Linked DNA regions of Mus musculus: regions 1, 2, 3 and 5 are each linked to region 4. A link is a contact called in public promoter capture Hi-C data. All regions are on one chromosome and are shown on one strand. The core of a region is the stretch at or near the end of the contact, and the rest is flanking DNA. Distances in the headings are between cores, read along the strand shown. Region 1 holds the start of Adra1d (adrenergic receptor, alpha 1d). Region 2 holds the start of Pank2 (pantothenate kinase 2). Region 3 holds the start of Spef1 (sperm flagellar 1). Region 4 holds the start of Gpcpd1 (glycerophosphocholine phosphodiesterase 1). Region 5 holds the start of A730017L22Rik (RIKEN cDNA A730017L22 gene).

The links. Promoter capture Hi-C pulls out the DNA fragments that hold promoters and counts their contacts. Capture Hi-C pulls out chosen DNA fragments and counts their contacts.
Region 1: a promoter capture Hi-C map of stem cell-derived epiblast-like cells shows a contact between it and region 4, with 2.3 times the contacts expected there. The contact joins the promoter of Adra1d here to the promoter of Gpcpd1 in region 4. A contact is called at or near these places in 2 of 39 promoter capture datasets (the 3T3-L1 cell line and stem cell-derived epiblast-like cells).
Region 2: a promoter capture Hi-C map of liver shows a contact between it and region 4. The contact joins the promoter of Pank2 here to the promoter of Gpcpd1 in region 4. A contact is called at or near these places in 1 of 39 promoter capture datasets (pre-B cells) and 1 of 9 other capture datasets (liver).
Region 3: a contact with region 4 is called in a promoter capture Hi-C map of adipose tissue. The contact joins the promoter of Spef1 here to the promoter of Gpcpd1 in region 4. A contact is called at or near these places in 1 of 39 promoter capture datasets (erythroid cells) and 1 of 9 other capture datasets (adipose tissue).
Region 5: a contact with region 4 is called in a promoter capture Hi-C map of liver, with 5 times the contacts expected there. The contact joins the promoter of A730017L22Rik here to the promoter of Gpcpd1 in region 4. A contact is called at or near these places in 2 of 39 promoter capture datasets (liver and pre-B cells).

What each region holds. Positions count from the first base shown.
Region 1 is chr2:131,559,246-131,564,038 of GRCm38.p6, forward strand. It overlaps Adra1d (adrenergic receptor, alpha 1d), which reads right to left and starts at 3,252. Exons shown (of 2, transcript NM_013460.5): 1 at 1,831-3,252. The coding sequence starts at 2,923. It overlaps Gm14285 (a long non-coding RNA gene), which reads left to right and starts at 2,531. Exons shown (of 3, transcript XR_374988.3): 1 at 2,531-2,615; 2 at 3,444-3,549; 3 at 3,702-4,793.
Region 2 is chr2:131,260,536-131,265,801 of GRCm38.p6, forward strand. It overlaps Pank2 (pantothenate kinase 2), which reads left to right and starts at 1,965. Exons shown (of 7, transcript NM_153501.2): 1 at 1,965-2,280. The coding sequence starts at 2,034.
Region 3 is chr2:131,173,525-131,178,364 of GRCm38.p6, forward strand. It overlaps Spef1 (sperm flagellar 1), which reads right to left and starts at 1,286. Exons shown (of 7, transcript NM_027641.2): 1 at 1,041-1,286. The coding sequence starts at 1,149. It overlaps Cenpb (centromere protein B), which reads right to left. Exons shown (of 1, transcript NM_007682.3): 1 at 3,765-4,840. The coding sequence ends at 4,553.
Region 4 is chr2:132,575,806-132,581,120 of GRCm38.p6, forward strand. Gpcpd1 (glycerophosphocholine phosphodiesterase 1) reads right to left here and starts at 2,443. Exons shown (of 20, transcript NM_028802.3): 1 at 2,263-2,443.
Region 5 is chr2:130,904,550-130,909,679 of GRCm38.p6, forward strand. A730017L22Rik (RIKEN cDNA A730017L22 gene) reads right to left here and starts at 1,847. Exons shown (of 3, transcript NR_015523.2): 1 at 1,662-1,847. It overlaps Atrn (attractin), which reads left to right and starts at 1,946. Exons shown (of 29, transcript NM_009730.3): 1 at 1,946-2,418. The coding sequence starts at 2,012.

The DNA of each region.
Region 1 (4,793 bases), core at 2,002-4,501, 1.0 Mb before region 4:
AGGTGCTTTGAACAGGTTCCAAAAGGCAAAGCCAGGGCGGGGCTGTGTGGGATGGCCTTGGGGTGGGGGAGGGAGAGCACACACACAGGTGATTGCAACATCTTTCCCCTCTTCCAACTTCACTGCTGTCACACTCTCCGATCCCAAAGAGGACCCAGGCTTGATGATTTTCAAGTGGGGGATTTATTCCTTCTCCTGAGCTGGGGGTTGGTGTATGGCATTCACATATGCCTCAGTTACACTCATGCTAACACTCACTGGCTCTCACAACACATGTCGAGGTCAAGGTTATCACCACCATCACCACTCTCACTTAAAGATGAAGACACGGAGGCCCGAGGCTACATAGCTGGTGAGAGACAGAGTGGGGATTTGAACTCAAGCTGCCTGACACCAGGGCCCGTGCCCCAGTGAGGAACAATGTCCTCATATGCCAGGCACCGTCCTGGGTGCTGTTCTGGGTTCAGTGACCATACAGTTGAAAGGAAAAGCTGGAAAGCCAGTGAAGGTGTGAAACACAAGCCAAAGGGGCATATAAGTAGAGACCCCCAGGTTTGGAATTAGGTAAGAGGTTTGGGGCCAGTCCAGACTGAAATAATCAAAGGGAAGAACAGAGGTTGGTGACAGGCTTGGCCTGGAACTAACCCACTGAGGGTCAGGGCAGGACAGAGAGAGGCAGCCCTTCCTGGAATAGCCCCTTTCAGATGGGGAGGACATCTGTTGGGGATTCCTTCAGTTCATGCCCATGGTCCTACTGTAAATACTAAATAGTGACCTATTTCGGTATGGACAATAATAACCTTGAAGGCTACCTTCTGTAGACTATGGAAGGCAGTTTTTGGATTTTGTTCCCAAGTAGTATGAGAACATTCAGGGACTTGTAGAAGGGTCACACAACCGAGTTACGATATACAAAAGTCACTGTGGCTGCTGCTGCTGCTCCTGCTGGTGTGTGTGTGTGTGTGTGTGTAGGTGAGAGACTTGCAGTGGATCAGGAGGCAGGTCATTGTTTCTTCCCCTGACTTTGTCTCACAGGTTCAAGCAGTCAGATGGGGGAAAGGGAGGAGAGGCCCTGGTTGCACCAGGAGAGGTTGCAGTCATAAGCCTGAGACAGGCTGCCCCTTTCTCCTCTCTGAGCTGGTTCTGGCCCTTGGGCCCTGCTCCAGGACCTTCAGAGAGGCTCAGGGGGTGCGAAGAATCCCTTGAGAGCAGTTGTACCTGCCCCAGGACTGCAGGGCCCTTGTAAGGGAACTAGTTCACTCTGTAAATGACTATAAACAATAGTAATTGTCCACCTGACAGACTTCCTATCCTGTCCTTCCCACCCCCACAAGTCCCCTCCTCTAACCTCTTCCAGAGAAGATTTCAGAAGGGAAAGCCCACAGGGTTCTCCCAGATACCAGTGGGGCCAACTGAAATGGATGTCTATGGAGAACACAGCACTTCTGGCATCTGCTGAGCTACAAGGTGGCTGGCTGGCTTGGGTCTGCTGCCAGTGAATGCATGTGGGCTCACCCACAATCTATTTCCAGAGATGGGTATCTATGGGGATCACACACACTGATCACATCATACAGATTGATGTTTGCTCAGATTTCCAAGGAACTAAAGCAAGACCGAGGTTTGTAACATCTACAAAGGGTAAGAAAGAGTGAGAAGCCTGTTTAAGGGAAAACACATTAGTATCAAGAACCCCTCGGGCGCGCTCTCTCTCTCTCTAGTAAGAGAACAGGAAGTTGATAAACTTCCACAGTTAGGTTGTGGGTCATCTAAGCTTTCCAGGTAAGGACCGCCCAGAGGGGAAGGGTCTAAAGTGAGGGAATCACTCACCCAGAGGCAGGACGAAGAAAAAGGGGAACCAGCACAGGACGAAGACACCCACGACGATGGCTAGGGTCTTGGCAGCCTTTTTCTCGCGGGAAAACTTGAGCAGCCTTACGGAGAGCGAGCTGCGCAAGGTGTGCCCCTTGCTACTCTGTGTCCCTGGATTTCCTTTGGCGCTAGTGGCTGCGCCGCGACAGTGGATCCTCAGAACCACCTCAGAGGCCTTGCCCGGCTCCCTCTTGATGCCCGCCTCGAGGCTGCGCGTGGTGCTGCGCGCGACCACATACACGCGGCAGTACATGACCACGATCACTGCCATGGGGAGGTAGAAGGAGCATACGGAAGAGAAGATCGCATAGCCCACCTCCTCGGTGATGCCGCAGAAACGCTCATCCGGGGGCACTGGTTCCTTCCAACCTAGTAGCGGTCCCACAGATACCACCAAGGCCACCGCCCAGAGCAGAGCCAGAATGGCAGCGGCCTTGCGTTCTGTCATAATGGCTGGATACTTGAGCGAGTGGCGCACACCCACGTACCGGTCCACAGAGATGGTGCAGAGGCTAAGGATGGAGGCAGTGCAGCATAGCACGTCCACCGCGGCCCATACGTCGCAGAAGGTCCGGCCGAAGGCCCAGAAGCCTAGAACCTCCATAGTGGCTGAGAAGGGCAACACAGCTGCACTCAGTAGCAGGTCAGCCACTGCTAGGTTCACGATGAAATAGTTGGTGACCGTCTGCAAGTGGCGGTTGCAGGCCACGGAGAGGATGACGAGAAGGTTGCCCGCCACAGCGGTGAGGATGAAGGCGGCTAGGAAGACACCCACTCCCACGCCCTGAGCACTCACCACTAGCCCCCCGACGGCCGCCGAGCCATTCACCTCGCCGCTTGCCGCGGCCCCCGCTTCTGCCGTGGAGCTCTGGTTGTCCTCGCCGCTGCCGGTTCCCACCACAGCGCTACCGCCTGTGGCACCCGGCACGCCGCCCACCGCCGGACCCTCGGGGCCAACCGTGCCAGCTCCGCCGCCCGCGCCGGAGCCCCCAGTGCTACTGCTCGCCCGGGGTCCTTCGAAAGTGACGCTCAGGATGTCGCGGAAAGTCATCTCACGGCGCAGCCGTCGGGGCCCGAGCCCAGGCACAGGGCGAGCAAGTGGCGGGGAGGGAGCCCGCGGGCATCGCCGCAGCGCCCGAGCCAGCCCCGCGCGCCGGTCCCGTCGGTCCTGCCCAAGTTCCCGCGGCAGAGGGGCCGCAGGGGAGCGGTGCTGCAGGGAGAGCGGGGCGGAGGTCACCAGGCCGTGAAGGTCCCAACGGGAACGGGCTCTGGCGGTGGCTGCAGAGTCACAAGAAAACAAGGGCCGGGGCCGGCTCCCTGCTCCCTGCTCCCCTCTCCAAGCGTGTCCTGGCGAGCGGTGGCTCCTCCGGGAGCGTCAGTGCAGGCGGCGGCCTCTGCAGCGCAGGGGACTCTGCGCGGGGGCGGGACGGAGGAGGGGCGGCGGGGAGGGAGGAGGGGGCGGCCGGCGCGAGCCAGCGAAGGGGCTCCGCGCGTCCAGCGGCTGCGGGGGTCCTCGCCGGTGCTCACGACCGTCCTCTGCCCTAGCTGTCCCCTTATCCTCCTTTCCTCAGCTCTCCTGCACCCCGGCTTTTGCCCCAGCGCTCCTCGCTGCCTCCCTTCCTCTCTCTGGACTTGCGGTCACTCTCTGCTTGCCCTTGCCCTAGCGGAGCATACAAGGTGCGATTCCCCGGGACTCCGGGCTCCCGGCTTCTGCCGCCAGAGAGCAGCAAGAGCCCAGGATCTGTGGGTTCAGGGCTGGATGATTTAAAAAAAACGCTGCCACTTGAGAACGTCTGGATGCGGTTTGATGCCCCTCCTCTTTTTTCTAGGGCAACTGGCCAGCCCAAGATCTCAAAACCCACTATGGTGCGATGGTGGCATTGAGACAGCCCTGAAGGGGTCAAGATGCTTGGGCGCGGGTTGAAGATGGGCGTGACTGGCGTGAGACCAGATGGTGTGGTCACAGCCCTAGGACTTTGCCCGTACTCTGAATAATACCAACTTTGGCCCTGCAACTCTACTCTGCATCAGAAGTCAGAATAAATCTTCCTGTTGCTACTCGAAGTACTCGGGACTCCCTCTGGGCAGAAAAGGTCACGTTCTGGAGGGTGGGAAAGGTTACTGCAGGGTGCTTAACAGGGAGGGAGCAGAGTAGCTTGCCTCCACCATTCAGGCTCCGGCGTCTTGTGCCTCGGTTCCCCACATGTGAAAACGAGAGTAAGATTCACTGTGTTAGCAGCGCCACCAAAGTAGTGCCCATACTTCTCAGAAGAGTGGAGAATAGTGGGGTAAAGCCTGAACACGAAGAACAGAGGGGAGAGGGGACGGGGCTGTGCTAGGAAGCAGGGACGCAAGGGAAAGAGAAGGGAGGGAGGAGGACCAATAGGGAGAGACACAATGCCACTGGACCACCCCAGGCAACTGTACTTACATGGTGCACATAAACTGGCCTCCTCAGGCAACTGTACTTACATGGTGCACATAAACTCATGTAGGCACACACATGATGTGCGCGAGCACACACACACACAAGTGCAGGCACAAATACATCTTCAAAACACTACCTTTCATTCTTCATCATTTCTTCCTTTCCTTGACTTGGCTTATGGAAGCGAGGCCATAGAGATGCGGGAGGATGCTCTGAAAATGTCATGTGCATGTCCTTGGTGCCTGGTTTATTCCTTGTTGCAGATGGTGGGATGGTAGAAGCAATGAAAGCCTCAGTTGTGTTGTGACATGAGCTTTCTTCTTCTCCCATCCTGCAGACCATTCACTGAACTCGATCCACAAGAGCTGAGCCCTTGGCAGGCAAAGTATGACTTATACACACACTGCCTTCCTAAGGCAGATATTCTGATAGGAGCTTGTACCTGGGGAGTGAATACTGGAATTGTCTTACTGTAGGGTCTTCAGCAATTCTT
Region 2 (5,266 bases), core at 715-3,214, 1.3 Mb before region 4:
CCGATTCTTCCTTGGCTTGATTCTTCCTTGGCTTCGATTTTGGCTGAGGCTGCAGGAGCAGGAACAGGAGCGGGAGTGGGAGCGGGAGCAGGGAGTGGTGGCTGTCATTACAGGGGCAGCAGCCACAAATGTAGATGGATTAGCTAAGAGGGCCTCGTTCTTATCAACAAGAAGGGAGGTGTGTTCAGTTGCCAGGCATGGTGGCAAAAGTCAGCTAACCAGTCTGCAGATAACACCAGGAGCAAGAACACAGTTTCCTCTGATAGCAAGCACTTCAGGCTTGTAGATCCAATGCACTCCGGCTGGATGCCCAGCCCTAGGAGGTGGGGGGCGGGGGGGGGATGCTAAGTTCAGCAGTAGGGCTTTGATGGCTCTCACTTTGTCTCATCTATCTTGTCTTTATTGTTTACACATAATTCAGAATTCCAATGATGTCTGAAGATTTTAGCTTAAAGCCTAAAAGGAGCTTTCCTCAGGCTCTAGCCCAGTGATTTGGGTCGGTATAATGGCTACACACGGGACAGAGACAGCATGAGAGGCTGGCAGCATGCATTCTTACTTCAGCATGTGGCTGCCTGGTACTCTAGGGGGACCAGAAGAGAGAGTGGAATGGCCAGAAGTTACAGAGGGTTGTGAGCCATGTGGAAGCTGGGAATTGATTCCTGGTCTTCTGAAGAGCAGTCCTACTCTGTTATGGGCATTCCTGATTTTTGTTAGATCCAGTGTGTGTGTGTGTGTGTGTGTGTGTGTGTGTGTGTGTGTTCCTGCGGAAGCTGGAATTTCAAGTTAGGAAATAAGGTTTCCAGAGTTAATTCTACACTGTGGGGTACTAGTTTGGAGCAAGTATGGGAGTGTTTTTCAGCATTCACAAGAGAAGCTCAGGCCGGAACTATTAGTGAGGGAGTAAGTTAGAAGGTAAGAGGGCTGTTATTCAAGGGACATTATCTCCTCCCAAGAAAGGTACTTAGGAAATTGTGAGAAAGCCTCAGTCACTTAAAATTGAGGGACTGAGGGAATGCTTCAGGGGTATATCTGGGTGGGATATCAAGGGTTAGGGCACTTGGGAAGGGCAAACGATTTAAAAAAAAAATCCATCTTCTGTAAAAACCCAGGGGTCTGGAGCTATGGTTCAGTGATTAAGAGCATTTGCTGTTCTTGCAGAGGTCTGGGTTAGATTCCTGGGATCCATATGGGGAAATCCCTCGATTTCTTCTGCCCTCAGCGACCATCAGGCACACACCAGGGTCACAGACATACATGCATGAAAAATGCTCAAACACATTAAAGAAAAACAAACAAACAAAAACCCCAACAACAACAACAACCCCAACCAACCTAACTTCCAAGCCTTCATACTGCCTTCTTCAGGAAGGGGAGTAGGTGAAGGATTTAGAATCCACCTCCTCCCGCCAGTTGTCATGGAGACAAACCTCAGTCTTTTCATTCCTTCTGGTACTGGGAATGAAGTCATAGCACAAAGGAAGAGACGGTGCTTGTACTTTGTGGACTGTAGTGTGGCTCCTACTGCAGCTATAGAACCAGACCCGGGGACAAAGGCTAAGGTTAGTCGCAGCTCAGAGTCCTTCCTTCTGTTAACACTTCTCAGTAGCTTCGGGGGCTCTATTGGGCGGGAGGAAGGAGTGATTCGTGAACAGAGAAGAGATAGTAGACTCCCTGGAGTTCTAGGGAATAGGGGAGCAGCTTGGCCACCGCTCTCGCGGATGCACAAGAGAGGGCGCCCCTCACTCAAATCCTTTGGGCCCCTCCACGATCGCTCCCAGCCTGCGCTGACCCCGCCTTCATCCGTCCAGAGTGCCTGTCGTTGGATGGTGGCGCGGTCTCTTCGGCTGGAGTCTGGGAGCCTATTGGACAAGACCTCTGGAACCCGCCCCTAGCCAGCTCGGATTGGCTAGCTGCACGTTGGCGCAACGGAAAAGGCGGCAGCCGGCGTGCGCCTGCGCTCCAGCGGGCTGCGCGGAGGCGGCAAGGCGGCGCTGGGGGGCTGGCTCGGGCGGCAGCGGCGGCTGTTGCGGATGGGAGCGGGCCGGTTTGGCGCGCCTATGGAGCGCCAGGGCAGGGCTGCCGCCACCTCAGCCGCGGTCGGCGAGTCTGCGGACTCGGAAGCGCGGAGGCGGGACCCGCTGAGGCGCCGGGCGAGTAGCGCGGCGCCGTCGGGGTCCGGGGAGGCGGAGAGTGTGAGACGGGAGCGGCCCGGCTCTCTAGGCGGCTCCACCTCGGCCGGCCGCCCGCGCGCCGAAGGCCTCCGGAAGAGGCGGCCGCGTAAGTGCCCCGGCACGGCCGTCGTTGTTTGCGCGCCGGCGGTGCCCGCGCGAGGGCTCCCCGCCACTTCCTCCCTGTCCCCTGGGGTGTTCTTTTCCTGAGACTCCCTCTTTTTTTCTTGAGAAGGCTCCTCCTCTCCCAAGTCCCTTTGAATCATCCATCGCGCTCACAACTGAAGCCTTTTCTATGGTGATTAATTTGGAGGTTGCTAGAAAATGCCCCTGAGGCGCAGCAGGCCCAAAACTCGACTCTGGGCTCGATACGCTTCTAAGCTTTGCTCGGTTTTCTTCCCGAGAGAATTCAGGTCATCTCGCATCCAGAGGTTTTCCCCCGTTTCCCTTCCGTTAGTTCACGGGAATTCCGGTTTCAGCCATAGCATTCTGGGCAGTAAAGCCTTTTCTTTGGAAGGGAGTCGACCTGTTCCTCAGTTACTCTTAAGCCTAGGGAGTTACTCTTTTCAGAGAATCGGGTTCTCATTTTATTACCAATTTGTGTTTCTTGTCTTGTGTGTTTTCTCCCCTTTAAAGCCTTTAGGGCTGTTGTCTAGCATCCACGACTACTGCTGAAAGTGTCAATTGTCCTAATACTGTAATAGGAACTTTTCAGCATAGCTGTCTGTGTTTTACATGTGGTTAAGACCTGGATATCAGATTACGGTATGAGGAAGGTAAATGCTGAGTGCAGGCAGGCTATGAGAATTACGGGAAGTGGCTTGATGTGTGAGGTCTGTTGGATAGTCCGCGCCCAGCCCTACCTGCTCACCCCCACCCCAGTTGCTTTTATCGATGATTTGAGCGATTGGATGTAGCTCTGTTTTGCCATGGAAGGTTTGGAGGATGTATGTATGTATGTATGTTTAGTACTTTATATCACTATATGTATATATTTTTTTTTTCTTTTCTCGACTTGTAAGAGATTTTATAATACCAGCCACTTGGGAGGTGGAGGCAGAGGAATATGAAATTTAAGACCCTGTCCTAAAAGAAAAAAGGAAAACGGATTTTCAAAGAGTTCCTGTTGTAGAATCGTTTGCTTGATAAATAACTTCCTTATTACACTTATTTATCGTGTGTGTCTGTATTGGTGTAGGTCAGAGGACAACTTTGCCCAGTCCTGGGGATGGAGCTCAGGTTGTCAGACTTGAGGGCAGGTTTTGTTTTGTTTTGTTTTTTTTTTGTTTTTTGTTTGTTTGTTTTTTTTTTTTTTTTGGTTTTTTTCAAGACAGGGTTTCTCTGTGTAGCCTTGGCTGTCCTGGAACTTCACTCTGTAGACCAGGCTGGCCTCGAACTCAGAAATCCGCCTGCCTCTGCCTCCCGAGTGCTGGGATTAAAGGCATGTGCCACCACGCCCGGCTGAGAGCAGTCTGATGAATTACCCAAGTTGGCCTCGTCCTCAGGGCAGACCCTTCAGTGCTGGGTATATACTGTGCCAGTGCCAGGCTCCTCTTCCCCTTTCTCCTTTCTTTCAGTTGTAGGTTGGAACACAGGGCTTTGTACATGTGGTAAATGTTCTGTCTCTGAGCTGTATATAGTATCTCCAGTCCAAGCACCTGAGTTTTGTTTTTGTTTTAAGACAATCTCATGTTCCAGGATATCTTCTCCTCTAGCTCCCAAGTGCTGAAGTTATAGGCTGTGCATCAAGCACCTGATTTCTAAGCAACAGAAAAACCTGAAGTTCCTTTGTGGGTTTGTATTACATTAACCTGAGCATCAATGTTAGAGGGTTAATGTGACAATTAGCCATATGTAGATGATTATGTCACCAAATTTGCAGTGTTGTTTTTGATTAGTTGTTAGTCTGGCACAATTCAGCCTGGTGAACTCCTGTGGTAGGTATGTGGTGATAGTCTGTTTCACTGACCAAAAGAATGGTGCCCACTGACAAGTAGCTACTCTGCAATTGAGGAATTTTTTTAGCCTTTGTGCTTTTCCTTCTATCTACTGGTTTCTGTTTGTTTGTTTTTTGTTATTTTTGAGACAGAGTTTCTCTGTGTAGCCCTGGCTGTCCTGGAACTCACTCTGTAGACCAGGCTGGCCTCAAACTCAGAAATCTGATTGCCTTTGCCTCCCAAGTGCTGGGATTAAAGGCATGCACCATCACTGCCTGGCTCTATCTACTGTTTTATTGAATTGTTCTTTTTTTCCCATTGCTTTAGACCAAAATAAACATGACTTGTGTATGTGTGTGTTCAAGGCTGTCTTGGGAAAAGTTATGACTAGCAAGTACTGAATGTAAAAATGGCCTACAGGGCTGGGGAGATGGCTTGTTCAGTAAATTGCTTGCTTCAGAACCCAGGTAAAAAAGCTAGGGGTACAGTGGCTTGTGCCATTGATGGCCACATGGGAGAGCAGACAGATCCCTAGAAATTCACTGGCTAGTTAGTGTAGCCTACTCGGCAAAGTTCCAGGCCAGTGAGGCACACTAGCTCAAAAAGTAGAGGGCACCTGAGGAGCTACACCCGTGCACACACACAAATGAACATTAGTTTGCACCTGCACATTTTCACATGCATGGAGAGTTAGAACACAAGTTGCTGGGCCCAATTCAGTAATTGGATTAGGAATTGGAGATGTGAGGCCCATGCCTGTAATCCCAGCAAGCCAGAGGTAGAGGCAGGCAGATTCCTGAGTTCATGACCAGGCTGGTTTACAGAGCAAGTTCCAGGACAGCCAGGGCTACACAGAGAAACCCTCTCTCAAAAACCAAAAAGAATCTGTCTGGTGCAGGCCTTTAATCCTAGCACTCAGCAGGCAGAGGCAGGTGGTTATCTGAGTTCAAAGCCCACCTGGTCTACAAAGGGAGTTCCAGGGCAGCCAGGGTGGTTACACAGAGAAACATTGTCTCAAAAAAAAAAAAAAAAAAAAAACCCCAAAAAACAAAAACAAACAAACAAACAAAAAAAAACAAAAACGAGAGAAAGAAAGGAAGAGAAGAAGGAATATGAATCTTGAGAGGTGTTTAAGACACTGCCTTAGCCAGGGCTACA
Region 3 (4,840 bases), core at 36-2,535, 1.4 Mb before region 4:
TCCTAGGAATTCACAGGAACACACACACACACACATACACACACACACACGTCTCAGAAGAATCACTGATTAACACAAGCAGAAAGACATCCTTCTACAGGAAGGGAGGTATAGCTTAGTTGGCAGCATGCTCAAATAGCATGGACAAAGCACTGCACTCAACCCCCCAGGGCCATTTAAGCAGCATGGTAGGTCATGCCTGCAAGCCCATCACACAGGATGCAGGAAAATAGTGAGTTCTGGGCTACACAGAAACTATGTGTCTCGAAAATGTCCATCTGCAGATGCATGTAGGGCAGAATGTATAGATGCACACAGCAAATAAATGCCAAGTATGCATGAGAACACACATAGAACACAAATATACAAGTCACATACACACATAGCCTCTTCAATTATACACATAGAAATGAAGGACATTCTGCCTACAGAACTATGCATTTCTTAAATACAGGAGCCTTTCCTGAGAAACAAACACACAACCCCCCAAAAAATCATATACATGCAGGACAGAACATGTCAATACAAAAGAACACAGGCTAGGGATTTAGCCCTGTTGGTAGCAAGCTTGCTTAGCGTTCACAATGCCCTGGGTTTGACTCCCTAGCACCACACTAAAAACAAACAACAGGAGTACTGGCACAGTGCCTATAATCTCAGATTTTGAGAGGCAAACGTAGGAATGTAGTAGAGGTGGGGAGTCAGGAGTTCAAGACTATCTCACAAAACAACAAAAATTACAAGACAGACTGCAGAACACAGGTTCTGTGAGCAAACACAGGTTCACAGACACACAGCTTAGTTCTTAAAGCCCCTGAAGGAAGACACACAGATACACTCCATGCATACAAGATAGAATGGACATACATTCTTCACACATGAATAGAAGAAACATGCAACTGCACGCTTCCACAATCAAAGTCCCAAAATACGGATCCCACGCCGCCCCACTCTATATATACACATAACAACAATAGCATATGCACAAGTCCATTAAACATACATAAAGACAGTATTTTAAAACACACAACAATGCACACCTCCGTCACTGAAGTCCCGGGAGAGGTTTCTCTTGGGTCTGGACAGAGGGATATTGTCTACCCAGAGGTACAGCTGGTGCAGAGCCTCCTCATCCACGCTGCTTTCCATTGGATCCAGAGCAAGGCCTCAACGTTCCCGACAGAGCCCAGCGCCAGCCCCAGGACCTTTCAAATGCCTCCTCTCGCAACTGCGAGCGTTCAGATATACGTTTGGGTCCCTATTCGGCACAGACACAAATCCCTTCTGGGAGCAGCCATATTGTTTTCCGAAACCATAGCAACCGTCGCTACTTGCTTGGAAACAGAGACTTCTGGGAGTTGTAGTTTTTCCATGTTACCTTCCCCTGGGCCCAAGCTCTGAAAGGGCAGTTAGCTGTTCTTAAATCTTCCTTTCTCCCCAAGAAGGCATCTCCTATCTGCCAACACCACCTGCTGAACAATCACTGACCCATTCTGGGCTTTACGAAAATGTACTATGTCCCCAAACCCCTTTCCCTTTCTGTGTCATTTGTCAGCTCTAAAGGAAGCAGCATAGCAGCACCACCACACAAGTCACCATTGGGGTGGGAGGTTGGGGTGGACAGTGCAGAGCTCTGCTAATATGATACACATCGAGATTGTGTGATAAGCTGTTTATTTGGAAATTATTTTCTTATGGGTATGGGTGTTTTACCTGTATTTATATATGTGTACTATGTGTGTGCTGGGTACACTCAAAAGACAGGTGTTGAATCCCCCTGGAAATGGTTTTAGAGATGGTTGTGAGCCACCATGTTGGTGCTAAGAACCAAATCTGGATCCTCTGGAAGCACAGGCAGTATTCTTAGCTACTAACCCATCTCTCCTGCCTCTGAAAGGCTGTTTAATAGTGCTTCTCGACAGCTCCCTCCCCTGAAACTCTGCAGGTCATTGCCATTTCTTCATCCCAGCAATGTGCTCTACTGGAGCCTTTAATATGTAACCCAGACTCCCAGGGAGAACAGATTAAAGCCAGTTTCTTAGGGAAGGTCATTTAATTCCTTAACCCTATTTCCTTTGTAAAATGGAAACAGTTTTCATCTTCTTGTCCCAAAGATGTACTTGGAAAGTAATTTACAAGTATAAGCATCTTGAATTTGTATGGGTTTGGGGGGACTGCACGTCGACTGTACACTGAAGACAAGAGCTTCTACAGACAGGGTCACAGCCCTTGCTTCCCTCTAAAGGCTAGTCTGAACTGGTCTGAACTGGAAATTGATTTCTGCAACCAGGAGGGCTAGGAACACAGGTCCCTCCTTAGGGAAGAAACACAGTACTAAAGGGGTACTTCTAGAGCCTGCCTAAGGAAGGAGAAAGTTTGCTTCCAATAGACTAATGGATGTGGCACTGGGCATATTACTGAAGCTCTCTGCCTGTTTGTCATGGCTTTTGTTACTTCATAAGGGCACCTGAGTGTTTGGCACCTAGCACACAAAAGGGGCCGTATTAGCAACAGCTTGTGTTAAATCATAAGAGTCCAGTAGAAGAGATTCTTGTTGGCAGGAGACAGACCAAAGAGATTTGACTTGGAACTTGGGACAAAGGTCCTGGATTAGCCAGGGGCATCTAGAGAAAAGGCCACTGCTCCCTCCTACTTACTCCAGAGCAAGCCCACAGGGTAGACTAGACTTTTTGGTCCTCTCCTCCAGGCTTCCAACTAGAGGAAGGGGGTGATGTCATATGGAATCTCAACCCCTTTGCTTGACTTTGTGGACTTTGTTTCAAAACTTTCAAGGGGAAGTGTGGCTCGGCCGTGAGACACTTACCAGGATTGCTATAGGCCCTGGTTCCTCCCTACCTTAATATAAATAAAAACAAAATTTGCATTAAAAAATACAAAACAAATTTCCAAGGGAGGTAATCCCCTAGTGTTAGAAATACAAGACTCAACCCTTCTGGCCCCCACCTAAGGCAAACAAGGCACAAAGGGGGACTTAGATATCCCCCACCCCTTTACATTCCACGGTAGGGAGAACTTGGTGGCTGGGCTATGTTGGGTTTGGGGATTTACCAGGGGTAATATGCCAGCAGTAGTCAAGGTGGGAAAACCGGTTTGGTACTACCCTGATCAGGCTTTTCCTTGGCTGGAACCTGAAGGCCTCAGAAAGGAAGAGCCATGAGGGGAGGGGCTGGGCACTGAAAGAAGGGCATGCCGCCTTCACCTTTGGACTGGAGTGGGGGGAGTGGCCTTGCACAGCGAGCTACCAATTCATGGGGCTGCAATTTGTTTCCCAGTAACTTTGCCTTCTGTTACTGTGCTGTGGCTAACAGGCTTGAAAATGTCCATCAAAGGCCGGAAGAACTCCCTCGTAGGGTAAGATAAGGGTGCCTTGTATGCACCTCCAGCTCCAACCTGGCTCACAGCCATCCCAAAGTTGTTCTTGTTCCTGCTGACTTTAGCTTTGGTGGGCTGGGTCATCAGGTGCATATGGGCTGACCTGCTCCCTATCTCCTACCCCACCCGGAGCTTCTCACTAACAAAGTTTAAGGCTAAGGTTCCTCAAGACTATCAAAAAGATGTAACACCCTCCTTCCCCAGAATTCTGTAACATTTAGATGTGGGTGTCACCGCCTGCCACTCACCCCAGTCACGTCCATCTACTCAAACCTTGCTTCCATGTCCCGCTAACGGCAAGAACCAAGGGGAATCGGGAAGGGATGTGTCCCCCAAGATAGACGCAAGCCCAGACCATGAAGGATGCATCCTTGGCTGTTAAAACATTCACTCCCACAAAAGGGGAGTGGACAGATTTATTGAATTCAAGCTGGGAAAGGAGCACCTGGGTGGCTGGACTCTGGGCCCAGCCCCAGGCCCCTCTGCCCAGGATGGGGGTCTGCAGAGGATGAGGCAGAGGCCTGTAGCTACCCAGATTGGAGGTGCCTGCTGTCACGCCCCTGGAGGGCCTCCTGGAAACCTCCAATCTGGAAAGAAAACCAAGGGCCAAAGACTGGGCCAGAGAAAGGGATCTGGGGAGGTGGAAAGCAGGCAGAGGCAGGCTCGGGAGCCCGCCCTAAGTTACACTGTGCTTCTTTTAGCCTAGAGATGCAGGAGGGGGGCTGCTAGTTTTGTGGGGGCCTAGGCTAGACCTTCCTCTGGAGCCCTTTCCAGAATGGCTTTGGGATCCCCCCACCAAAGACCTGGTTGGGTGGCAGGGGGAGAGGCACTCTCTGGCCAAGAGCTTCCAGGACCCAACCCTGGCTGCTGCTGTGATCTAGCCCACTGATGGCATGGTGTGGTAGCACCGGACAGCTCCCCACCCATCCAGTGCCCTGAGCCCAGGGACTAATGGGGAGGAAAGAGGATTCTGAGAAAGAGGCAACAGCAGTGAGGGGGACCTCAGCCCCTGGGCCTGTCTCAGAGCCTGGAGCCTGGAACCTGGCGAAGCGTTGCTGAAAGCCCTGGGCTTCTCCAGCCATCTCCAGCAGCTGCCCAGAGTTCTCTGCCTTGGGCAGGAGCAGCCCATCTGGGCTGGGGTACAGCTATGTCCAGCAGCTCAGCTTTGATGTCCAAGACCCCGAACTCCCGCCTGCCTGGCATGGTTCTTCCTAGTCACGTGGACCAGATCGTGTTCCAAATGAAGGATGTGACTCTGCACTCGGTCATCGATGGGGAAGGAGGTCAGGTACCTCTTGACCATGGCAAAGTAAGCCATGGCCTCCCCAAAGCTGGGCACAGGGACCTCATCACCATCCTCATCATCCTCCTCATCTTCATCCTCCTCATCCTCCTCTTCATCGTCCTCCTCTTCATCACTGTCTGAGTCAGAGTCCTCTCCTCCTTC
Region 4 (5,315 bases), core at 1,193-3,692:
ACAACTCAGCAGTAACAGCTGCAGCTGGTGCACTACACAGAGACAAACACATGGAAACACAGAACAGTCCAGGAGACAAGTGCCATCGTCCACTTGAATTGTCAAAAGTCAGCAATCTAGTTCAATTCTCACCCCTCAAAAACTGTAGCACCATACCAAGCAAACCTGGGAAGGCGCTGTGCTGGCAGCTCACTTGACCATGGACAGAGGCCAAAATTTTGGTGCAGGACAGCTTCAGCACCCAACCGCCTCCAAAACAGCAGTAACAGTGTTTTAGAAAGTACCTGTTCTACTGAGGATCTCAAAGTTTACATCTACCTTTATTCTTCTGCTAAACAAACAAAAATATCCCAACTTGGATGAAGGAGGTCTTTCAGATACACATAAAAGGTAAGAGTAAAAACTGCTAGTAACTGCACACCCGGCTGAGACAGATAACCAGCTCACCTACCGCCTCACTACGGAGTTTGTTGTTTTGGCTTTGGTAATTCCTTTCCCAATGCAATTCCCAATTTGTACTACCTAAAGATATATACTACACAGCACGTTTAGGTAAATTTGAGCTGTTAATTTAATTTGCTTACTTATTTTTGAGGCTGGATCTCACTTCAACGCCCTGGCTGTTTTTTTGGTTTTTTTTGTTTTTTGTTTTTTTGTTTAAAAAAAAAGTGTGCATTGCAGCCTGTGTCTGGCCCATTTGAAGTTTGTTAAAAGACTCAAGGAGTTTTTAAATGTCACCCACCATAACTTACTGACATCAAAACTTTTCACAGTTCCTCCTGACAAAAAAGTTTATTCTTTTTTGCTGAATGTTTTCAACTGTGGACCTAGCTAGTTTCAGACCTAGCTGGTTTATCAGCTTGAGAAACATACTGGAAATTTAAGCTAACCCCAAAGGGACAGAAACATTTAGCTTACAGCTGAACTGAAAGTGGGTATTTTTAGCTAAAGCACATATTTCTGGCCAAAAAAGAACATCTGTGTTTTCCTTTAAAACTTTTCAAAGAAAAAAAAAGCTGTTTCTAATTCTCCTCGATTCTAGCAGATTCTCAGAATATCCTATAATTAAGAAGCAGGTTAAGTGACCACACTGATGTCTGCCCGTGTTAGTGGGGGGATCACTATGGCCCCATTTCTCAGACCTCCATATACTTTCAGCTAATATTTTAATCAAACATATGCAGACAAGAATGGGTTTTTCATTAAGCAAAGGCATTAGCCTTTGGACAGTCCTTAAGCCAAATTAACATCTCATCATCTTTAGACATGCAGTGGGATTTTTTACAAATGCTTTTCATTTCGTGTTGATATCATTTTCATATGCATTTATTACACGTTTTTATTATATACAAATAGTTGACTCACCCACCAACTTTTTATACACACCAAATATTATTCAGTTTTCTTGTGTTTACCAGTTCTCCGGGTGCAAATTTCCTGTATCTCTCTTTACAGATTTAAATTTTGTTTAGAACACTGATTTCCCCTAGTATGTAAGCCACTGCATGGGGTTTACCAGTTTTATTTTGTGCTGTGTGTTTCTAGAACACTGAGCAATTTGGGAGAGAGGGGAGGCTGACAGCTTGTATTTATTCTTTTCCTTATTGTGTTAGAAATGTAGCAGGCAGCAGCTTGAAGGGCAGAGTTAAGTGGGCAGGAGACCCAGAGTGGCAGGGGACAGGAGTATAAGAGGGGACTCTAGACCCGACCATGCTTGCTGCTTGCAGAGTCAGAGAATCGCTAGAAACCGGCAAACTCCAGGCTTCCAAGCCCTCGGGCTTCTGGCCGGACCCGGCAGATGAAGCAGCACGGGGCAGCCACTGCCTCCAAGCCGGCGACGCCAAGGGGACCGCAGCCCTAAAACGTCACCGAGGGCACGGACGAGGAGCTACACAAAGCCCTGGGTTCCCCCCGCCCGGCTGTACTGTCACCCGGAGTTTCTTTCGCGGGCACTAATTTCTAGGCACTTTGGGGAAAGAAGCAGCTGTCAAAACCGCGCGAGTCACCAGTGCGGGCGCGAGGTGACTGAGGGGGCGCGGAGGAAGGGAGGCACCGAGGGCTTGGGCTCCAGCTCCGCCGTTTTCTTTGTTCCCCTATTCTCCGCCCGGGATTTCCGTGGCTGTCCTGGGTCACGCCGCTCAGTGGGACCGCAGCCGCGCGTGGCAGCCGGGGTTCCAGCCGCACCGCGGCTCCGGAACACCAGGCCGCCCGCCCGCCCGCCCCTCCGCGTGAGCGCCCGCCCGCACCGCCGGCCCCCCTCACCTGCCGCTCCGGGCCGCGCCGAGAGCCTGGGCCGCGGCCGACGGAGCCGAGCGTCAGCGCCTCGCCAGCGCTCCCTTAGGTGGCCCGAGGAAGCAAGGAGCCCAGTTACAGCCGCCTCTCAAACCGGTTTCAGCTGCCCTAGACTAAACTGCCAGCCCACCCCGCGGGGCGGGGTCGAAGGGCGGCGGGGCGGGGCCTGACGTCACGCCCGGTCCGGTCCTGGCCAATCGGCGGCCGCGCGCCGGGGGGCGGGCTGCGTGTTCCTGGAAGGGCTGCCCAGAGACCTGAGGTGGCCCGACAGCCTTAGCCCATCTGGCTGGGGTCAGCTGAGGTACTGAAGGTCAAGGTGGTGCGCCTGTAATCCCAGTGTTGGGGAGGTTGAGCCAGGCAAGTAGACTCGAGTTCGAGGCCAGCCAAGGCTATAAAGTGAGATCCTGTCTCAAAAAAGAGAGCTGAGGGAGCCTGATGTTTTCTGGAAACTGCATTCCTTAGGAAACAATCACAGACTAAATCCTTAAAGCTAAAACAAGGAGCTCAGAACAGCTCAGTGGATAAAGGCATTGACCACATTTGAAGATCTGAGTTCACCCACTGGAATCTACATGGTGAGAGAGACCAGACTCCTGTTGACTTCTAGAAGCCTGCTGTCACAAACCCCAAATAAATAAAATAAGTCAATAAATAAATAAAACCAAACTAGAGTTGTTCTTTGCTTTCTAAAACTACCCTTCCTCTTCTTCCTCCTCCTCCCCTCTCTCCTCTTCCTCTTCCTCCTCTTCTATCTCTGTGTGTGCCTCCAACCCTAAATCAGCCCAAGATCAACCACTAGGTAACTTCTAACACAACATTATGTAATCGGGTTTCACTTCAATTGAGATAGTGAGCATCAAGCAGAATCACCTTTTCGTATTGAAGGTCCACTGCTCTACATCTGCTAATTGCTCGCTGTGACTTCATTTCTCTGCTGTTAGTCATACTTAAGTGGTGTTTTTCAAGAGTCTACTTCCTTTGAATGTTTTTAGTATATCTCATCATTTAGTCAAACTACCATTTGTGCAATATTTATGGTTCGGGATGGTAGATCTAACTCATGCCCCTCCCTAAATCCTCTTAAAATATCAAAAGATCTGCACCTGATACAGATCTGTAATCCTAGAATCTCAGAGGTTAAATCAAGGTTGATATGAGTTGGAGGCTTGCCTGCCTGCGTAATGGGTACTAGACCAGCAACAGCTTACATTACAAGACATTGTCTCAAAACAACAATAAAAGTATGGTTGACCCAACGTATCCTTGAGTTCCACATTGGCAGATTCAAGCAATCACAGGCGAGAAATGGGGGGAAAAATGTATTCGTATTAACATATAAACGAGGGGGAGAGGGATTTAAAAATAAAGGCATATGCTGGGTGGGAAAGATAGCTCAGTAGTTAAGAGTGCTTATTCTTGCAGAAGACCTGGAATTGGTTCCCAGCACCCACATGGCAGCTCACAACTTTCCATAATTTCAGTGTAGGGACTTCAATGTCCTGTTCTGTCCCCGAAGGGCACCAGTCCCATATGTGGTGCATACATACATACACATACATACATACCACACATACATACAAAATAAACTTAAAATAACCCCTAAAGTAAGGGGTATGCATTGCTTATATGAAGATAGTATATTAATCATATAAGAAACCTGAACATTTTGGAATCCTAGTTGAGCTCTGTAACCAACCCCCTACAGATTCTGGGAGATAACTTGAATCCACACTTGAAGGATGGCCTATGGCCAGAAACAGAGGTTTCTACAAGATAACTAGCTAGTAACAAGAGATGATTTACAAAGAAACCTGAATCCATGAAAGTCGAAAAGGGAAGTGTTTACTGTGCATGCCTAGAAACTCTGAGAGCAACCCCTCTATCAGTCGTGGGACTGGTTCTGCCACCACAGCTCCTAAAGGAGGGCTGGGCAAGCCGTGTGTCCCCTCCTCTGGCTCCTGCTCTGTACATGGGATGTTATGGGATGTTATGGTTCCTCGAACATATCGTTAATGAGGTTAATCTGAGAACTAACTTTATTATTACCAGAAGGGCACTGAGTATTTTAAACTTCACAGAAACCCTTAGCATGTGCCATCTCACTGGATTCTGAGACGTATTCTTGGTTGTCTGGGATAAGCACACGATCTCATTTTCTAAGTTTTTAAATGTGTTCATGGGAAAGGTTCCCAGTCTAAGAGCTCAGCCTAGATGTGTGTTCTGCCCGTTACTGCCTGTGACATTATGAATATAAATCTTCAGCAAATGACTCGTTACTACTAATGGACTTTGACAGAGAATTCCAGGGAGCCCACTTACTTTCTGAATTTTAAATTTCCAAGAGGTAAAGTTAGGCTGTTTGATGCTAAAACTGCTCCAGTTCCGGTTTACTGAAATTAGTTTTATTTGATTCAATTTCTCATATGCATTTTAACACAATTACTTAGCAGATGGTGCTTTTTAGGAAACAGCCCACTGGTTATCGCTCCCACCATTGCATATTGCTTTGTGGCCACGATGTTGCTGGATTTAATATTACAAGTCTGAACTTTTGTTACAAATAATGTTTCTTTGGAGGAGGGCGTGTAGCTTTTTTTTTTTTTCTCCCTTGGTAGTTGTAGCTATTATCAGCTTTGTTTCCTGCACATTTTTTCCTTAGAAGTACTATGGCTTAGATGAAAGGCCGATACGTGTCTTGTGTCCCACATTCTACTCTAGCTTCACCATCAGCATCTTTACCATTCTCGGTGATATCAGTTGTGTGGTTTGTATACCTTGTGGTAGCCCAAAGAGTCCTAAATCATAGCCTGGACTCTGTCGTGCACCATGTAGGTCACAGCCTCCTGAACTTCCACTTATGACCTCTCTCTACTTGAAAGCTTTACAAGGCCTTGAGTATATCGCTCTAGAAAAAAAAACGTGAGCACGTTCTGCCAACGTGTAGGGAGGTGAGGCGTCCTGCCGCATACTCCCACTAACCACAGAGCCACCCGCCCATGACTTTCCTCTAGGAAGGTCTGTAT
Region 5 (5,130 bases), core at 597-3,096, 1.7 Mb before region 4:
CGCTGGACACTGGTGTCTGACTATGGGTGCACTCCAATTCTCTACTCCCAGGTTAATCAGAGAGGTTTCATACATGTATGTGAGGTTTTCTTTGTTTTCCAGGACCAGGTGCCCAAACTCTCAAGTACCTGCATAAGTATACTCTGCACAGCCCAAGATTATGAGGCAAAGTTCTGATTAGCCTCTCTAAAGCAGGCTGAAACATTGCTTGAAAGAGCAATGGGCCTCTCACTGGATGAGACACAGGAAAGATTTGTTCCTATTTAGATAATGTAGACTTGATGAGAAATCTTGCTTGTCAACTTGACTGTATCTGGGATCAACAACAACACAAGCACATAGGCATTCTTGGGAAGAACTGGTTTTTCTTTTTAAGACTAGGATTCTCTATGTAGCCCTGGCTGTTCTGGAATTCACTCTGTAGACCAGGCTGGCCTCACAGAGATCCACCTGCCTCTGCCTCTCAAGTGCTGGGATTAAAGGTGTGGGCCACCATTTCTTGGGCATGAAGAATTGTCTTAATCAGATTACCTGAAGCAGGAAGACTCATTCTAAATCTGTGTAGCACTTTCTCATGGCAGATAAGAGGACAGAGAAGAAGAAACTTTGCTTTCTGTCTGCTTGTTCTTATTCTTGGAGGGAAGGTCATCTATCAAGTTTCTGCAGCGTTACCTCACTGATATTAGAACTGACTTCTTTGGATCAGCAGTGAGATCTCCAGGAATCTTTTAGGACTCCAGCACCGAATTGGGACTGTGGAGTCCAGTCTTGTGGATCAAGCACCTTTCTAGGGTGGGACAGCCATTGTTGAACTACTTGGACTGCATCCTGTAAGCCAACTAAATAGATCTCTATCTATCTATCTATCTATCTATCTATTCTTTTAGTGGAACAACTCAGATGGCTAAAACAACCCATATGGCTTCTTCACTCAGTGACTGTTCTTCCAGCTATAAGCTTACCAGATTCATTTGCCTGGGACCTTTTCTCTCCATATGACCTCTGTATGAATCTTTCCAAGGTGGAAGAGCAGGAGAATCCCAGGACAACAAATAAACAAATACCTCCCAAACCAGACCAAGCAACAAAAGAAACAAAAAATAAGATCAGAGCTGGAACTGACACGTTATCTCTTTACCATATCCTTCTATCGGTTTAATATAGTCAAGGTCCAGCGTACATTCCAGGGTAGTGGCCCATACAAGGTTATGCTATTGGGAAGTATGTATCATTGGGAGTAGGAGAGGCACTGGCGTTAGCAAGAAGGGTGTGCAAGCTGAGAGCGCTCCCGGTAATTCTGGGCTGTTCTTTCTTCAGAGAATATGGATAGGTCGTGGGGTACAAGATAATGCTAAACTTCTCCTGCAGAATTTAAGGTACACATAGACATGGTCTGCCACTGGTTCAATCCGCTCGCTATCAAGGAAAGCCTGGCTGTGTGTGCATTCAGTCAGTTACACATCTATTCATATGCAGGTGCTTAATTAACACACGTGCCATTTTGTTATCCCTAGTTTAGAAACGCGAATGCAGTAAGTACTACTTCTTCAGGTCTCAGCTAGCAACACACGACATCATTAGCCTTTTGGGTCCGGTTTCTCACCAAAATGGAGTTGGGGTTATAAGCTGAGCTTTGGAGGCGTCCAAAGGGTAACACTTACCACAGTCAGCTTGTCTAGCAGAGCCAGGCAGCCACTGTAAGGAGGTACTGGCTAACTCGTCGTAGCGCGGTGCGGAAAGCAAAGAGCCTCCGTAGACTAGGCGATGTTCATCCGCGCTAAGACCCTGGCATTGAGCAGGTCTACATGCTGGGCACGCCGGAAGACCACGGCCCTGGTCCCGCCCCCGCGCATGCCAGCCCCGCCCCTGCCCGACGCACAGCGGGAGCCCCGCCTTGGATATGGACCCGCCGGGCCACCGTCGCCCGGCCCCGCCTAGCACGGCCAGGCGAAGGGGAGCCGGCGTGCGGGGTGTGTATGTGTTCGCTGGGCGCCGGCTCAGCCCCAGGAAGATGGTGGCGGTGGCGGCGGCGGCGGCGACTGAGGCGCGGCTGAGGGGGAGCACGACGGCGACAGCAGCGCCTGCGGGCAGGAAGGGCAGGCAGCACCGACCCTGCACCGCGACAGGGGCCTGGAGGCCGGGACCGCGCGCCCGGCTGTGTCTACCGCGGGTGCTGTCGCGGGCGCTGCCCCCGCCGCCGCTGCTGCCGCTGCTCTTTTCGCTGCTGCTGCTGCCGCTGCCCCGGGAGGCCGAGGCCGCTGCGGTGGCGGCGGCGGTGTCGGGCTCGGCCGCAGCCGAGGCCAAGGAATGTGACCGGCCGTGTGTCAACGGCGGCCGCTGCAACCCTGGCACCGGCCAGTGCGTCTGCCCCACGGGCTGGGTGGGCGAGCAATGCCAGCACTGCGGGGGCCGCTTCAGGTGAGTGCGGGTGGGGAGTGCAGGCCCAGCCTGATGTTCCAGGCCCAAGGCAGGTGCAGGGCTTGAAATCGCGAGGGTAGAATTTGCCCCACTGTGTTTGATGATGGCTTGCCTCCTGGAGGGATGTTCATTTGGTGGCCTTCGGGTCTGCCTGTGGTGGAAGATTGAGAAGGAACGGGAACACTCGGGAGGCATTTGTTGCTGTGGGTTAGATGTGGGTCCTGAAGAGTATAAAAGCCCACCTCGAAAACGGGCTTATTTAGGATAAATGAGGTATCAAGGAAACGGTGAGTGAGTGAGTTCTTCAGCACTTGCCTTTGACCAGCCCAAGAGATTGGAGATATGTGTGTCTGGAAGAAGTACAGCCGAGGAAGTGACATGTTGGGTGAAAATAGAAGGTAAGGCTGGGTTGTAAGATTTCAGGGATAAAAGTACCATTGGTTGTTGTTCCAAGGAAAGTGAAGAAACTAGTTTTTGGATCCTCACTGTTGGCCTATTGGAACGGGGTTGTCTAGAGAGGAGAATCCTATTAGCCCTAGATTCTCCACAACATGCAGTTGGCTTGGTTTGGGGCAGAACCTCTTGGAGAGATCACTTTTTAATTAGCTTTTATCTATTATTTGCTTCTGTTGTGAGAGAATTTTTGGATAATGCACACAGGTAGATCCATCATCCAGAGTTTGATGTGGTCCACAAGAAGTTAGGAACACAGCAAGGGGAAGTTATAAGACCTACAGTGTCATCCATATCTCAGGCAGATATTTGTTGACTGGGTTCCCCATTTGACGTGGGAAAGTGAGGGAATGTGAACGTGGCGTAGGATTGATTCTTGCTCCAATTGATCTTATGTTCTAGTGAGGGCTGACAGGCAGTCAACACGTAACTAGGCAAAAGGAATGAGCAGGATAATTTCAGATAGTGGTAAATGCTAAAAGCAAAATACAAACAGGTGGTCGGTCTTCCAGGATTCCGATAAGTGGTGACATTAGAAGCCACCCATTTGAGTGTCATTTGATCTGAGTGAGGCCTGAACCTGGCATAAGAGAACCTGTGGAAATGAAGGGGCAGAGAGTGTGTGACTGGCTAGCAGTAAGCAGAGAAGTCTCGGAGGAGGAGGAGGAGGAGGTGACATTGAATTTGAGCATGTGAGGTTAAGTAGGATTTGCAAGCGTGAAGTTGGGGAGAAGAATTCCAAATGGAAAAAAAAAGCTGCAGACATAGTGGTAGAGTCCAGAAGGTGGAGTTTTGCCAGTGCCCCTGTAGTAGAAGAGAGTTGTAAGGGAGAAGCTTGGAATGTTAAAGTAATAGATCTCTGTTAGATCTTCTAGGGGACTCAGAGATCAGTGGCAAGATGAACTCTTAAGTTTTACAATGGAGAAACCAAGGAACCTCAGCACCAGTGTTTCGGGGGTTGGTCTAATAGTTTAGCGTGTTGTGATTTTAGGCTTCGAGATACAGTGGTAAACAAGTTGTATGTAATTTTATTCTTGTAGAACTTAACTTTTCGTTTGGGAGTAAAAAATACCATAATGGAGCTGGAGAGCTGGCTCAGTGGTTAAGAGTACTTGTTGCTCTTGCAGAGGACTGGGGTTAGGTTCCCAGCACCTACATGGTGGCTCATGATCATTTATGACTCTAGTTCCAGGGGATGTCATGCCTTCTTCTGACTTCAGGCACCAGGCACACATGCAGGCAAAACACTTACACAGGAAATAAAAATAAATATTTTTAATTTGGAACTTACTGTGTAGGCCAGGCTGGCCTCAAACTCACAGAGATCAGCCTGCCTCTGCCTCCCAAGACCTGGGATTAAAGGCATGTGACATCCTGCCCCCTTAGTCCCCCCAATAAATAATTCTTTAAAATTATTTAATTTTAAATCCAGTAATCAATATATTGTAATTTTGCATGATTGTGGAGGTGAGGGCAGCGGTAGAAGCCAGCTCCTTTCAGAGTGAGACTAAGATTCATCTTTCTGTTGAGATACTCCTGAGGGGCAGGATGGGGGATGAGTGACATCAAGACAGGTTAGAGGGGAGATCCAGTGTCCATAGCAGAGAGAGCAAAAGGGACCAAGACTGCAGAGAGAGGTCGGTGCAGTGCTATGCCACATAGAGGTAGGAAGTGGATTTAGGATTTGACCTTTCACCAAAGAGCAATGGGATGCAACAGGTCACTCTGTTTTCATGAAATTGTAGACTTAGAGACGGGAACCAGAAAGGGAATAGCCTTAAAGGTCAGTTGACTTTAGATGCTTCCAAGATCAGGGGGATTGATGGAGGGACCTTCAAATTCTGAAAACCTGGGCTACAGGCATGAGATGTTATGGGCAGTTGATAGAGACTGTTGGTGTAGGTCAGAGCCAGACACCACTGCTGCTAGTAGAGACGAGGTAGATATTGTGTGGGAGTATAGAGATAAAATGGTTAGGTCTCTCTTTCAGATCGGTTTGTTCTTGGACATGTGAACACGATAGTGAGGAGAAAAGGCTAGCTCTTACTTTGGGTGATTGAGAGGCAATATTTACAAGGCACAGGGACATAGGTAGGACTAGGCTGAGATAAGCTTAGATTTATACACAGAGTTTGGGGAGTTTTCAAGGTATGTGCCTGGCACATGTTCCTTGTTGGTTGAGGTTATTTACCTGTAAGAGGGCTTGCCAGGGAGAGAAAGAGATCTGAGTGTCCACATGAATAGTTCAGAGAAGAGCCT